2 separate regions of the Mus musculus genome follow, and region 1 is linked to region 2. A link is a contact called in public Hi-C data. All regions are on one chromosome and are shown on one strand. The core of a region is the stretch at or near the end of the contact, and the rest is flanking DNA. Distances in the headings are between cores, read along the strand shown. Region 1 holds the start of Afm (afamin). Region 2 overlaps Ankrd17 (ankyrin repeat domain 17).

What was found. Hi-C and Micro-C count contacts between places; a contact is called where the count stands out from the background.
Region 1: a Hi-C map of liver shows a contact between it and region 2, with 2.7 times the contacts expected there. The contact joins the promoter of Afm here to the enhancer-like site in region 2. A contact is called at or near these places in 1 of 39 promoter capture datasets (liver), 5 of 484 Hi-C or Micro-C datasets (embryonic stem cells, liver, nephron progenitors and 1 more) and 2 of 9 other capture datasets (adipose tissue and liver).

Annotation. Positions count from the first base shown.
Region 1 is chr5:90,515,526-90,522,021 of GRCm38.p6, forward strand. Afm (afamin) reads left to right here and starts at 3,424. Exons shown (of 15, transcript NM_145146.2): 1 at 3,424-3,554; 2 at 6,379-6,427. The coding sequence starts at 3,467.
Region 2 is chr5:90,274,291-90,280,448 of GRCm38.p6, forward strand. It overlaps Ankrd17 (ankyrin repeat domain 17), which reads right to left. Exons shown (of 34, transcript NM_030886.2): 16 at 3,953-4,101. Among named protein-coding and RNA genes, the nearest start is that of Cox18, 53 kb to the left of the region's middle. Within about 2 kb of position 3,346, at least 5 of the 459 cell types and tissues checked have an H3K27ac peak or open chromatin away from gene starts, as enhancers often do. A contact at or near this core is called in liver, where this site is marked.

The DNA of each region.
Region 1 (6,496 bases), core at 2,174-4,673, 240 kb after region 2:
GGGATGAGAACAGATATTCCACACAATGGAACCAAGAGAGCTCAGGCACAGAATACGGGGACAAAAAGGCTTTACCTCAAAAGCGGTATGAAGAGATGAGAAGGCAACCATACAACCAGCAAAGAGCAAAGCAGCCAGTGTTGTGTTCACTCTTCTGGGGAGACAGGAACAAGGTCTCACCCCATCGAGGACACCTGTGACAAATCTCAGTGTCTAGGCTTACAGGGCATGGGTCAAAGTTTACTTACTGCAATTGGCAGATCCCAAAAGCTGCATCACCACAGATCCACCGGTTTGGATGATGGCCCATCACAGAGTCCTCCCTGAGAGTCCTCTTTGCAGCTATCATTCCACTTTCTCTGTAGCGGACCACCTCCAGAGAGCTCTTGCAACTGGGAAGAAGCAGAAAAGAGAGACTTCCGGATCACAGGTGAGAGTCCTGCGATCCTCCCTTCCTCCTGCTCAGCATTGATCAACAGTTCTGCCATCATTACCATCAGCCTACTATCGTTCTATTGTTCTCTTATTTCATTGCAATGGCCTCTTGACCAACTTAACCTCGACTCAAAAATGACCCTGCGGTTATTATGAATCCCCAGAGGAAAGGCCATATTAAATATAACAGGAAGATGTGCAAATTATAAATATATCATAGCATATCAATGGGCCTGAGAGGAGAGATGGATTCGATTTCCCACCTCCAGACAGAAAATTTTACATTTAAATTACAGTTCAGACTAAACAAACTTAAGAGGAGTACACAGAGCATTCTATTTAACAGTGCCAGGACAGCTGTTGGGTGTCTGCACAGCTGGATTCTACTACAAACGAGTGCCAATCATGATCAAACACCCACAAAATCCAAACATGGTGAAAACATTTATAAAGTGAAGCTTCCAGCAAAAGAAATCACCTGAGTTAAGGACACTGCAAGGCTGATTGATGACTGTGGAGAGCTGGGATGGTGCAGGTCCACAGCAAAATCACTCTGTTGTTAAACTAGGCTTTAAGGTCCACCTGCATCCGACCTAACATCACTGGGATTGTCGGGGTAAAACGGGCAAACAGAACCCTCCTCTCTACCACCTCAAAAGCTAAAGTGTCTCATCAGGTAACATCTGAGGCTCCTCAAAGAGACTTTGACATTTTACTGTAACGTGCCTGCTGCTTGCTGTTTTCATCATAAATCTAAAAAAAAAAAAAAAAGCCAACAAACAAACAAAGAAACAAAATACAAACCCTTGATTTATCCTCGATTTATGACTTTCTTTGTTCTGCTGCAATGAAAACTTCATAAAGTCTCTATTACATCGGAATGTGGTGTTTGGGGTGACACAAATCCGTGCACCCAGGCCATTTCCACTCATTAGGTCTGGAATCAACTCTCTCTGATTCCCTTTGGGACGGAAGCTATTGTATCATCTGTCTTTCCTTCCTTCCTTCCTTCCTTCCTTCCTTCCTTCCTTCCTTCCTTCCTTCCTTCCTTCCTTCCTGCCTTCCTGCCTTCCTGCCTTCCTGCCTTCCTGCCTTCCTGCCTTCCTGCCTTCCTGCCTTCCTGCCTTCCTGCCTTCCTGCCTCCCTCCCTCCCTCCCTCCCTTCCTTCCTCCCTCCCTCCCTCCCTTCTCTCTCTTTCTTTCTATTAACTCATTTGTGTGTGTGAAAACTTACAAACTCATTTTATTTTGTTTTGCTAAGACAGAGTCACCGGGCGTGGTGGTGCACACCTTTAATCCCAGCACTCGGGAGGCAGAGACAGGCAGATTTCTGGGTTCGAGGCCAGCCTGGTCTATAAAGTGAGTTCCAGGACAGCCAGGGCTATACAGAGAAACCCTGTCTCGAAAAACCAAAAAAAAAAAAAAAAAAAAAGACAGAGTCCCAATGTATAGCTTTGGCTGGATATATATACATATATGTGTGTGTGTGTGTGTGTGTATGTATTATCTATCAACATATAGCTCTGGTTTTACACACACACACACACACACACACACACACACACACACACACACACACACCTTGTTCTCTGGAGCCCGCAGAGAACCTACCTCTGCCTCCAAGTGCTGTGATTAAAGGTTTGTGCCACCACCATGCCTGGCTGTTTTTTATTTTTTATAAGGACCCCACATTAACCTGGTACCAAAGCCACTGAAGTACACTGAAAAAAATTATGGTCTGGTAATCCTGTGAGAAAAAAAAACCCTTAGCAAGGTTCCTGAGGAAGTGGATTTCAGCAGCACGTCAAAAGCATCAGTCACTGTGATCCAGCGAGGTTTTCTTTAGCGATGAAAAATGTCTGAGCACACACACAGTAATAAAGATGGCACACTGCAATACAGAAAAAGAACACAACCCTTGTGAGCATCTCGAAAGACCCAGGAAATGGCTTGGTGAGTTTAAACATCCATTCCTGACCAAATAATTCAAATCAACTGCGAAAAGGATACAGCTCAACATACTGAAGGCCAGGCATGGCAGGACCACAGATAATTCTATGGACTGAAAAAAGATTCAACATACAGAGTCAAGATCTCAGTATAGCCCCAGAATTCAAGGGATTGGTTCAATTGGCATTAATATTTTAAGATTATCAACCGTCACTAAAAACTTCTTTTCTAAAAGCTTTGGGTATATGAGCACTTATTTTTTCTACATATTTCCAGAATTCAATATTTTTGCTGTTATCTTTGTCCTGTTTCTACAGACTTAGAAAACTTATTTTAATTTTCTTTGATTACAAGTGAAAGTACTATTTTATGTTGGCGAGTTTGTGTGCATGTGTGTAAACCTGCACATACGTGTATTTCTGTGGAAGCCAGAGGACAACTTCTAGCTCTGTTTCTCAGTTGTCCACTGTGTGTGTGTGTGTGTGTGTGTGTGTGTGTGTGTGTGTGTGTGTGTGTGCGTGTATGCCTTAGGTCTCTCAGTGGCCTGAACATCATAAAATGGTGTAGACAGGCTGGCCTGAGAGTCACAGGGAACTGCCTGGCTGTATTTCTCAGGACTGGGGTGAGACGCGTGCATTGGAATGCCTTTACACAGCTTTGGAGACTAGGCTCCGGTCTTCCTACCTGTCAGGCAAGCACTTTTGGACTGAGCTACCTCTCAGGCCCCAGAAACTTAACTTAATGTTTTGATGTGTTAGCTAGTCTTTTCTTCTTTAACATTTGGAGTATGTTACAACTTTTGGAAGGAGGATTATTCTTACCCTGTGGGCTGGTTTGGTTTTTTATTCCAATTCAGCAGATTTTTTTTTCCTCAGTGAAACACAGCATAATTTTTCCCCTAGTTAATAATTACCTAGAAATTTGCACCAGGACCGAAAAAAAAAAGCCTATGTATTTCAGAAATAGATTAACTAAGTTACTTTTTAACAAATGTTAGGTCAAAGAATACTATAAAAAGTTGTGCCTCTTTTCCCCAGTCACATTGCTCCTTTAAATGCATGACCTTTTTCTAAAATTCAAACATGAGACACTTAAAACTTACAGGTTTTATTTTTTTCCTGTTGCCTTTGACTGAATCCCTAGCCCTACCCACAAAGCCTCAGGACGTAGGTAAGTTTACTTGTGTATTACCAGGAATGCTAAGTTAGGGGAATTACTTTTCTTTAGCTTTTAAAACTTTAATTATTCCTGTGGTTTAATTTATTTTTCCTCTCATTTCTTAGTGTATGTATACTCTTCAGTAATTGCAAACAACCCACTATAGATTTACATTTTGGTTGTCATATTATCTATTCTACAGGATGTTAGCAGTTAGAAACGGCCAACGGTCTGAATAGTATTGTCTTGAGATGTAATTTGGACTTCAAACTGTTAGAATTTTTTATGGTGGATATTTTTAGTCTAACAGAATAACATAAATACAGTATATATGCATACATATGTACACACTCACATACATACACATGCATAAACATTTATATACAATCTTTATAAACTATTTTTGGTTGTCCAGTATGTCTCCCAAGTAGATAATAAATGCCCTCGGGGTATATGAGACCTTGATTTCTCCTTCAGCTGTTTGTTACATACCCACAGCAACAGACTACGTAAGGAGTGTCAACCTGGAGGAAAGAACAATTTTTACATTTTACCAAATGGAGAAACTTTAAAATTTTCCTATCCAGAGGAAGGTCCTTTTAAATCCTTCTGGCCAGAAAGCCACATCTTCTGCACATGAATGTAATTGGCTTAATGTCAGCCCAGAAAACATATACTTAAGTGGCATTATACAGACTGATAAGGTTGTATCTATGTATTAAAGAATACATAAATATATATAATGTATATAACAACAATTGATCAATTAATGAAAAAGAGGCCATGCATTTGAAAAAGAGCAAGGAGGGGTAAACCGGAGCACAGGCGGGAGAATGAAGAGTGATGTAATGATAATATAATCCTAAAAATAAATTAATAAATGATTATAATTTGCACAAGCATATCCAGCATATCACAGTGGTCCTGACCGCGAGGTACCTGCCAGTGAGAGCAGACTCAGGCTCGATGAGATGGCAACGCCTAAGGTTCTCCTCTGCTCTCCTCATGTAACATCCCATTTCAGATCCTGATGCTCTTTGTCTGTTTAACGTGTTTTGCGTCTGTGCTTACTTTCCTTTGCATTACTCCCAGCAAAATTCAGATCCTACTGTTTTTTGTTTTTTTGCAATAGAACAATCGCTACAGTCCCCCAATGCTCTTCCAACTCTATCCCATCTGATTATCCTTCTTTCTACTTGACATGTAGTTCCTATCGCTTTCCATTTGTTAGGCACCAATGGAAGGCCCAGCACATAGTATGCTTCAGTGCCCGGTGTTTCTTGTTGTGTAAACATGTTCCTTTCCCATGTGAAGAACTCAATGGCTTCTAATTGAGGCCCACACTTCTTGGTTTTACATGCAAGATCCTCATAACTCAAACTCTAGAAGAGGCCTCATTCTTCTTATGAAATGGATTGTGCCTCCAGAATTTGTCTCAAGGTTTCTTGCCTTACATATTTGTTTTTCTTATGTATTTTCTCTACACATAAAACTGGGCACCTAACTCTCTTGCTAATTTTTGAAATATCATTCTTCTTCTTCTTCTTCTTCTTCTTCTTCTTCTTCTTCTTCTTCTTCTTCTTCTTCTTCTTCTTCTTCTTCTTCTTCTCCTCCTCCTCCTCCTCTCCTTCTCCTCCTCTCCTTCTCCTCTTCCTCCTCCTCTTCCTCCTCTTCTTCTTCTTCTTCCTCTCCTTCTCCTTCTCCTCCTCCTCCTCCTTCTCTTTTCTTCTTCTTCTTCTTCTTCTTCTTCTTCTTCTTCTTCTTCTTCTTCTTCTTCTTCTTCTTCTTCTTCTTCTTCTTCTTCCTCTTCTTCCTCTTCTTCCTCTTCTTCCTCTTCTTCCTCTTCTTCCTCTTCTTCCTCTTCTTCCTCTTCTTCCTCTTCTTCTTCCTCTTCTTCCTCTTCTTCCTCTTCTTCCTCCTCTTCTTCCTCTTCTTCCTCTTCTTCCTCTTCTTCCTCTTCTTCCTCTTCTTCCTCTTCTTCCTCTTCTTCCTCTTCTTCTTCTTCTTCTTCTTCTTCTTCTTCTTCTTCTTCTTCTTCTTCTTCTTCTTCTTCTTCTTCTTCTTCTGTATTAATTCACAGGGAACTCCCATGAAATCTTTTCTGATTCTTTACTTAGGGATTACAAAGCATTCATTCATGATGAATATCTAACTTGATTCTAAACTGGATCATAGCCCTGTGCACAAACTACTCCTTCTATGTGCATGCGCACAAGCTACTCCTACTCTGAGAGTGCTCAGGAAGCCAAGGTTCAAGGAAGGTGGCTGAGTTGATAACTCACGATGGTTTCATAGTGCCCAGATCAATATTTCAAAAAGAAATAAGTACTCCAAAAATGTAGTCTATGTGGACAAACAAATCTATACCCTGAGAAAGGATCTGTGGTTTTGGATGGACCTCACATGGCTAGCATTAAAAGCTGTGCTGACTGCCACCACCCATGGATGCATGATATCTGTCACCAAGCCTTGTCTTGAGGAGATTACCTATCAGTTAATCTTCACGTGGCTTCTCTTGTCATAAATGACATACACGCTGCATAGAAATGACACACAGTCACTGGAAAATCTAAACTCTGCTCTGTTTTAGACAAATTCAAATAAATTAAATTCTAACTTCTGAATACATACTCATCTGTGATTAAGGCTCATATTTGTGTGTGTGTATGTGTGTGTGTATGAGAGAGTGAGATATCCACCTTCCTTATTAAATGTGTTAAAATATTTTCACCATAAGCCTTTTATAGTTTCACACTTGAATGTCGTGAAAAGTTACTTATTAGGAAAATGTAAAAATATAAAGATAAGTAATAACCCAAATATCCTTGATTTTCAGATCATTTCAATGCTACCCAGAAATTCATAGATGAGAACACGACATACCTGTGAGTTGTTCTGGATTCCCTTTGATGATAACACTTATTGTATTGTTGTCTGATATGTTCCAGGAAGGC
Region 2 (6,158 bases), core at 2,096-4,595:
TTTCATAGAAACAAGAAATAATTTGTGAGTACTGCACTTTAATCTCCAAATTTTATTTACAACTTCATAAAGCCTTTTGCCTAGTTTGTGCTAGAAATCAAGGTCAGGACCTCTACCTCTGAATAGTACTAATTAAAAGAAACCTGGACATTTTATCCCATTTGAGAATGTTCAATCTCTCATAGTAGCTCTTTAGTTTGGTAGTACTCAGAAGATCATTTGTGTGTTCAGCACATTTTGGTCATACAAATTACCTATTAACATTAGAGTTGATGGGATTTTTATTCTAGTATTAAGTGTTTTTAGAGATTATATTTTTTTTAAAAAAAGAATTTAACTTTTATATTGATGTACCTCCTTGACACAGAAGCAAAATTTCTAAATCAATTTCAATAACTAAATCAGGAAGAAGTGTAATAATTATCATTTTATCTGTTCTGTTTGTTTTCTAATGTGCAAAGATTTTTTCTATCTCTAGATAAGCACAAATAGCAAACTTATGTCATGTTAGGCAAAAGTGCAACACGTTTTTTAAAGGCTCAATGTAGAAACCAGACAGGGATTTACAAAACAATTTATTTATTTACTTATTTATTTATTCATTCATTCATTCATTCATTCATTTCAGATTCATTTATTCTATGTGTGTTTTGCCTACATCTATGTGTGCCACATTACTGCCTGGTGCCCTCAGAGGCCTGAAGAAGGCACTGGGTCACCAGGAACTTGAGATAAGGATGGGTGTGAACCACCATGTAGATGCTGGAAAACAGTGGGACCCACTTAAGAGCAACAGACAATCCTAACTGGTGAGCTCAAGTTCCCAAACATGAGTATTTTAAGGATCCATCATCAGATCACTTTTTGTTTTCAAGAGAGGGTTTCTTTGTTTTAGCCTTGGCTGTCCTGTAATCTAGCTGTCCTTGGACTCAAGAGATCTGTGAGTGCTTGGACTAAAGGTGTGTGCCACTGCCTAGCAACTGTCAGTCAAATCTTTATATATAAACAAAAGTACATTTTAATTTATGTAAATCCTCCATTAATGTACATAGCTGTTGCTTAAGTGTTTGAGTAAAATAATTTTATCATTAATAACTTAACACTCAGTAAAATCACATTGTGCTTGGGCACACAGTTTTAGGCTCATTTCATTTTTAAATGTTTGGAAAACAAGAACTTAACTTTGTACTAAGGGCCCCTACACAGTTTCCTGGTCCCCTAAAAATCAGAACACACTTCTGGGTCAAATGCAATAGTCTCAAAATCAAAAGGACAAGGGAAATAATGCATATTCAATTCCAAGTTTTACTGAATTCTACTATTTGATCAATAATAAATATAAATGCACATTGTTTTTGTAGTTTTAAAGTCAGGCTCCTCGCTTTTTCCTCCTTTGCCAAATGACCAACCAAATGCTTTTCTATTCCAGATAGTAAAGTAAGTGGTGTGGTCTGAGGAATGCAGGATTTCTTTATCCTCCAGCAACATTACAGCCTAGAGAGAGGGTTCAGTGAGCCAGTGTACCTGGTGCTCTTGCAGAGAACCTACATTCATTTCTCAGCACCCACATGGCAGCTCATGGCTGGCTGTTTCAGAAAACTATGACACAGACTCTAGTGGCTTCCATAGAGACCAAGCATGCTTGTGGAACAGAGAAGAACATGCTGTTCAAATACCCACACACCGAACAAAATAAACAGAAAGTTAAAACACACCAGGTGTGAGTCTGGTAGTAATACACACCTTTAATCCCAGCACTTAGGAGGGCAAAGACAGGCGGTTCTGAGTTTCAGGCTAGTCTGGTCTATACAGTAAGACCCTGTCTAAGAATAAACAAACAAACCCATACATAAAAAGGAACTGCTATAGCTCTGAAATACATGGTTTTAATGGTATATACACACATTCCTCGAAACTCAAATTTATAAAAAGCTGGTTTAAGTCTTAACAGCATATACTTCTTCACCCCAGATATTCATCAAAATCCTACATTTTCTTACTATCACTTTACCTTTTTTCCTTTTTCTTTTTTTTTTCTTTTTCTTTTTTTTTGTGGCCTGCATGTGTGTGAGGGTACAAGGTCCCCTGAAACTGGAGTTACAGACAGTTGTGAGCTGCCATGCAGGTGCTGGGAATTGAACCGGGGTCCTCTGGAAGAGCAGTCAGTGCTTTTAACCAATGAGCCATCACTCCACCACCATAACTTTACCTTTTTTAATAGCCTCTCTCTCCTCACACACTTCTTAATCTTTTCGTCTTTTCTTTCTAAATTTTAATTTAATTTTACTTCATTGATTTGTTGTGAGACAAAGGTCTTCTGTAGTCCAGGACATTCTCAGAATTACTATGTAGCCTTCCTGCCTCTATCTCTCAAGCACTGAGATTATAGGCTTGTAGCACCGTACCTGCCATCTTTTGGCCTTGTCAAGATATAAACAAGCAAATTTGTCAATCCCATCTTGCCCTGAGACATCATGCTGAATTTACAAATATGTAATGTAATGTATGTATGCGTCTATCTACTTATCTACCTACCTATATGTGTATGTGTGTGAGAACACATGGCATAGTACAGATGTAGATCACAAGAAAAGTGGTAAGTGGGTTTATTCTCCTACAATTTAGATTATAGTGATCAAACTGAGGCTATTAGACTTGATGAAAAGCATCTTTAACCACTAAGAAGTCTTGCCATTGACAGTCAACTAATCTTATTTAGACAGGGTCTTACTATGCAGCCCTAACTGGCCACAAACTCATCTAGAAATCCGCCTGCCTCCATCTCCTTAATGCTGGGAAGCAACTAATTTTTTTAATGCAGCAGCTTATTTAATAGAGCTCACCCTTTCTAAACTGTAACAGTATCTTTTTTTCACTTCATATATATTCTTAATCCAAAGAAAGTGTTTCTATTCCCTCAATAGAATCTGCTATTAGTTAAAATTGCATAAATTACTATATATTTCCTCATAAACAATATGTAATTCCATCATAATTTAAAAATATAATATAGAGCCAGGTGTGGTTATTCATGCCTAATCCTAACACTCAGGAGGCTTAAAGAAGATTGCTGGGAGACCAGCCCAGGCTATACAGATACCCCGTCTTAAGGGGGAAAAGTTACTAAGACTATATTATGTTCAGAAACATGAAGTTGATTAAGTTACAGAATCACCTTTGGTTGAAGCTAGAAACTAAACCCAGGCCTTTAAGTGTTCCTCCACTGATACAGTCTCAGCCCCAGCCTTTTCTTTTATAAACACTCCATTGACTATTTAAGGAGATATACAGCAATCCTAATGTTTGCTCTATTGAGACAGGGTGTGATGCAACCCAGACTAGCTTCAACCATTACACAACTAAGCATGACCTTGAACTCCTGATCCTCTCTACCCAACTTCCCAAAGGCTGGGATCACAGCTCTGGTTTCATTTTAATCTTGCTTTTATACTCCTTTTATATTCTAGTCTTTTAAAAACTAAAGTTTTAGCTGGACAGTGGTGGCGCACATCTTTAATCCCAGCACTTGGGAGGCAGAGGCAGATGGATTTCTGAGTTTGAGGCCAGCCTGGTCTACAGAGTGAGTTCCAGGACAGCCAGGGCTTCACAGTGAAACCCTGTCTCAAAAAAAGAAAAGAAAAAGAAAAAGAAAAGAAAGAAAGGAAAGAAAAGAAAAACAAACAAACAACCCTAAAGTTTTAACTCAGCCAGAACATGGCACTGACTATGAAGGTCCAGGCTGGCCTTGAACTCATGTAATAATAATTTATCCTTCTAAATGCAAAATTAGGTGTGAGCCACCATGCCTGTCTGGCTTGATACTTTTTTTTTTTTAAATGGGTTTTAATTTTTAATTGTATCTGGAGTCTCTGACAACAAAATCTTAGATGTGTAAGATCACTAAAAGCAGTGTGATTCCAGGAAAACCATCTTTCCTAAATGCGGAGCTTACCTGTGCATCAATATCAATGGCAGGGTAGATAGGTAGCATGGCTGAAGGAGAGATGATGGGACTTGGAGTTGGAGTCTGAGGTTGGGAAACAGAAGCAGCGATACTGTGGGTAGGAGTGTTTGACATTGCAGATGCTCTTCCACTGACTGCTGTTGAACAAAATAACTGCACTTAATAAGGAGGAAACACTGTTAGCAAGAGATATTTTAAAGTATTAAAGAGTTTTTGCAACAAAATGTCTCTAAAATGCTATTATAACTAATTCTCTGATGATTTTTGATTGGAGGAGAACCCCAAATTAGAATGTATATTGATTAATACACTTCCCATAAAATCCACCTGAAAGACAAATTTTCTTTTATTTAAAGTAAACAAAAAATATTCCAATCAAAATAATCCTGAAAACAAAAGCTTTATGTACTAAAATTACTAGAAAAGGAATAAATGATAGAATGAAAGGGGAAGGGTGTTTTGTTTTGTTTTTTAAAAAGTGGCAACTTCATACCTTATATTTTGGAGCAAATAAAAGTTACTTCATTTTTGGGATGGAAGATCCTCAAAGTAAAACTACCCGAAACACAAAATATACTAACTACTACAGGGCAATAGTAACTTTGAAACACGGTGTGATGGTTTTCTCAACTATAAAAGTTTGACTCTCACACAGATATAGATTTTCTTACATTAAGAATTATTCTGAGAGGAATAAAGTGTCTTACATTCAATCGGACAATCACACTGACAGAACAAAATTAAGATTAGGCTAGAAATAAATATATTTTACACAATCATCCTCCCAGTATGGACCCTGATGTTTCTATGTAGGAAATCTGGTATGATCTTATTTCACCCACTATATGATTCAAATAATGGCTAGTCTGTACTTGAGGTGGAGAATGCTAAAGAAGCATAGGACAGACTGGAAGTTGGATTAAGGGATTTTATTCTCCAGATAACTCAATTCTGAAGTCAATGTGAGAACATCTTCTCTTCACCCACAGTAAGAATGCTGCTGCATTAGTATTAAGTTTGGACAGTAATCTCTGAATAGAGTGTAGATGTGTGTTTCCCAAGTATTGTCGGCTACAGACAGAAAACAATTATGTTTCACAGCTGAATCTGAAACCAGGCAAAAAGAACTTATATTGCCACAAATAATACTGAAATTGATCTTCCAACAGTTATAAACATGACTATCCATTAAGAAATCTACTTTACATATAATCCTTAGGTCAGGCACAAACATACACTGTACATTATAGCAACACAAACTCTATGATTGTACATTTTTAGTCCACTTAAAGGTCAAAAGAAAAACAAGGAACAAAAAAACCAAACATAACACTTTAATCATTAAGGAAGCAGACCAAGATAAGGGGCATGTACTACTGATTATCTAACGGCTCTGAAACTGTTCAGGATTGGCTTATTTATTTATTGTCAGTCTTGCAATTCTGACCTGAATCTACCTCAAGATTGCTGGTATTACAGGCACGAGCCACCGCACAGACTTAAGGATCAAATAATTTCATTGAAATTTTTTATCCTATATATGAATTTCAAAATCATATAAAATCTACAGCTCTTAAGATAGATTACATGTTTCTTTTGGACAGGCTTTCAAAAAAAAGAAATGGCTAAAAATGACCCTGAATGTCCACAACTGCTGACTCCACCTCCTCTGTACCAGGATTGTAAAACTGTTCCACTACAGGTGGAGTTATTGAGTCCTGGGGATCAAACCCAGGGTATATATGGATGCTATACAAGCTCTCTACCAATTGAGCTATATCCTTAGCCCTCACAAACTTTTTATTCTATGATTTTTAAATGGATTAAAAAATTAGCAAATTAATCCACATTCCAACTGGAATAATGTATTTTAGAGAACATAAAAAAACTACTTTTAATGTTTCAAATTAATTCTTTTCATCTCATCTAAAGTTTTGAAGAAAAAAACCCTCATTTCCTTTGGAGTACCTCTGAAACTGCTTTATCAAGAGTAAGTGCTCACCATTCCACCATGTACTACATAGATAAAAAGAAAAAGCTTTAAACATCTACATAGCTAAAGGAATTCTAGTATTAAGCTGTTTTTTTTTCCGTTTTCTTTTCTTTACATTTTAAAATTCAAATTAGAGAACAAAAACCACATGTTTGAAAAGTTAAAAGTGGGATTGGAAAAGTATATAGACAGAACAAAAGC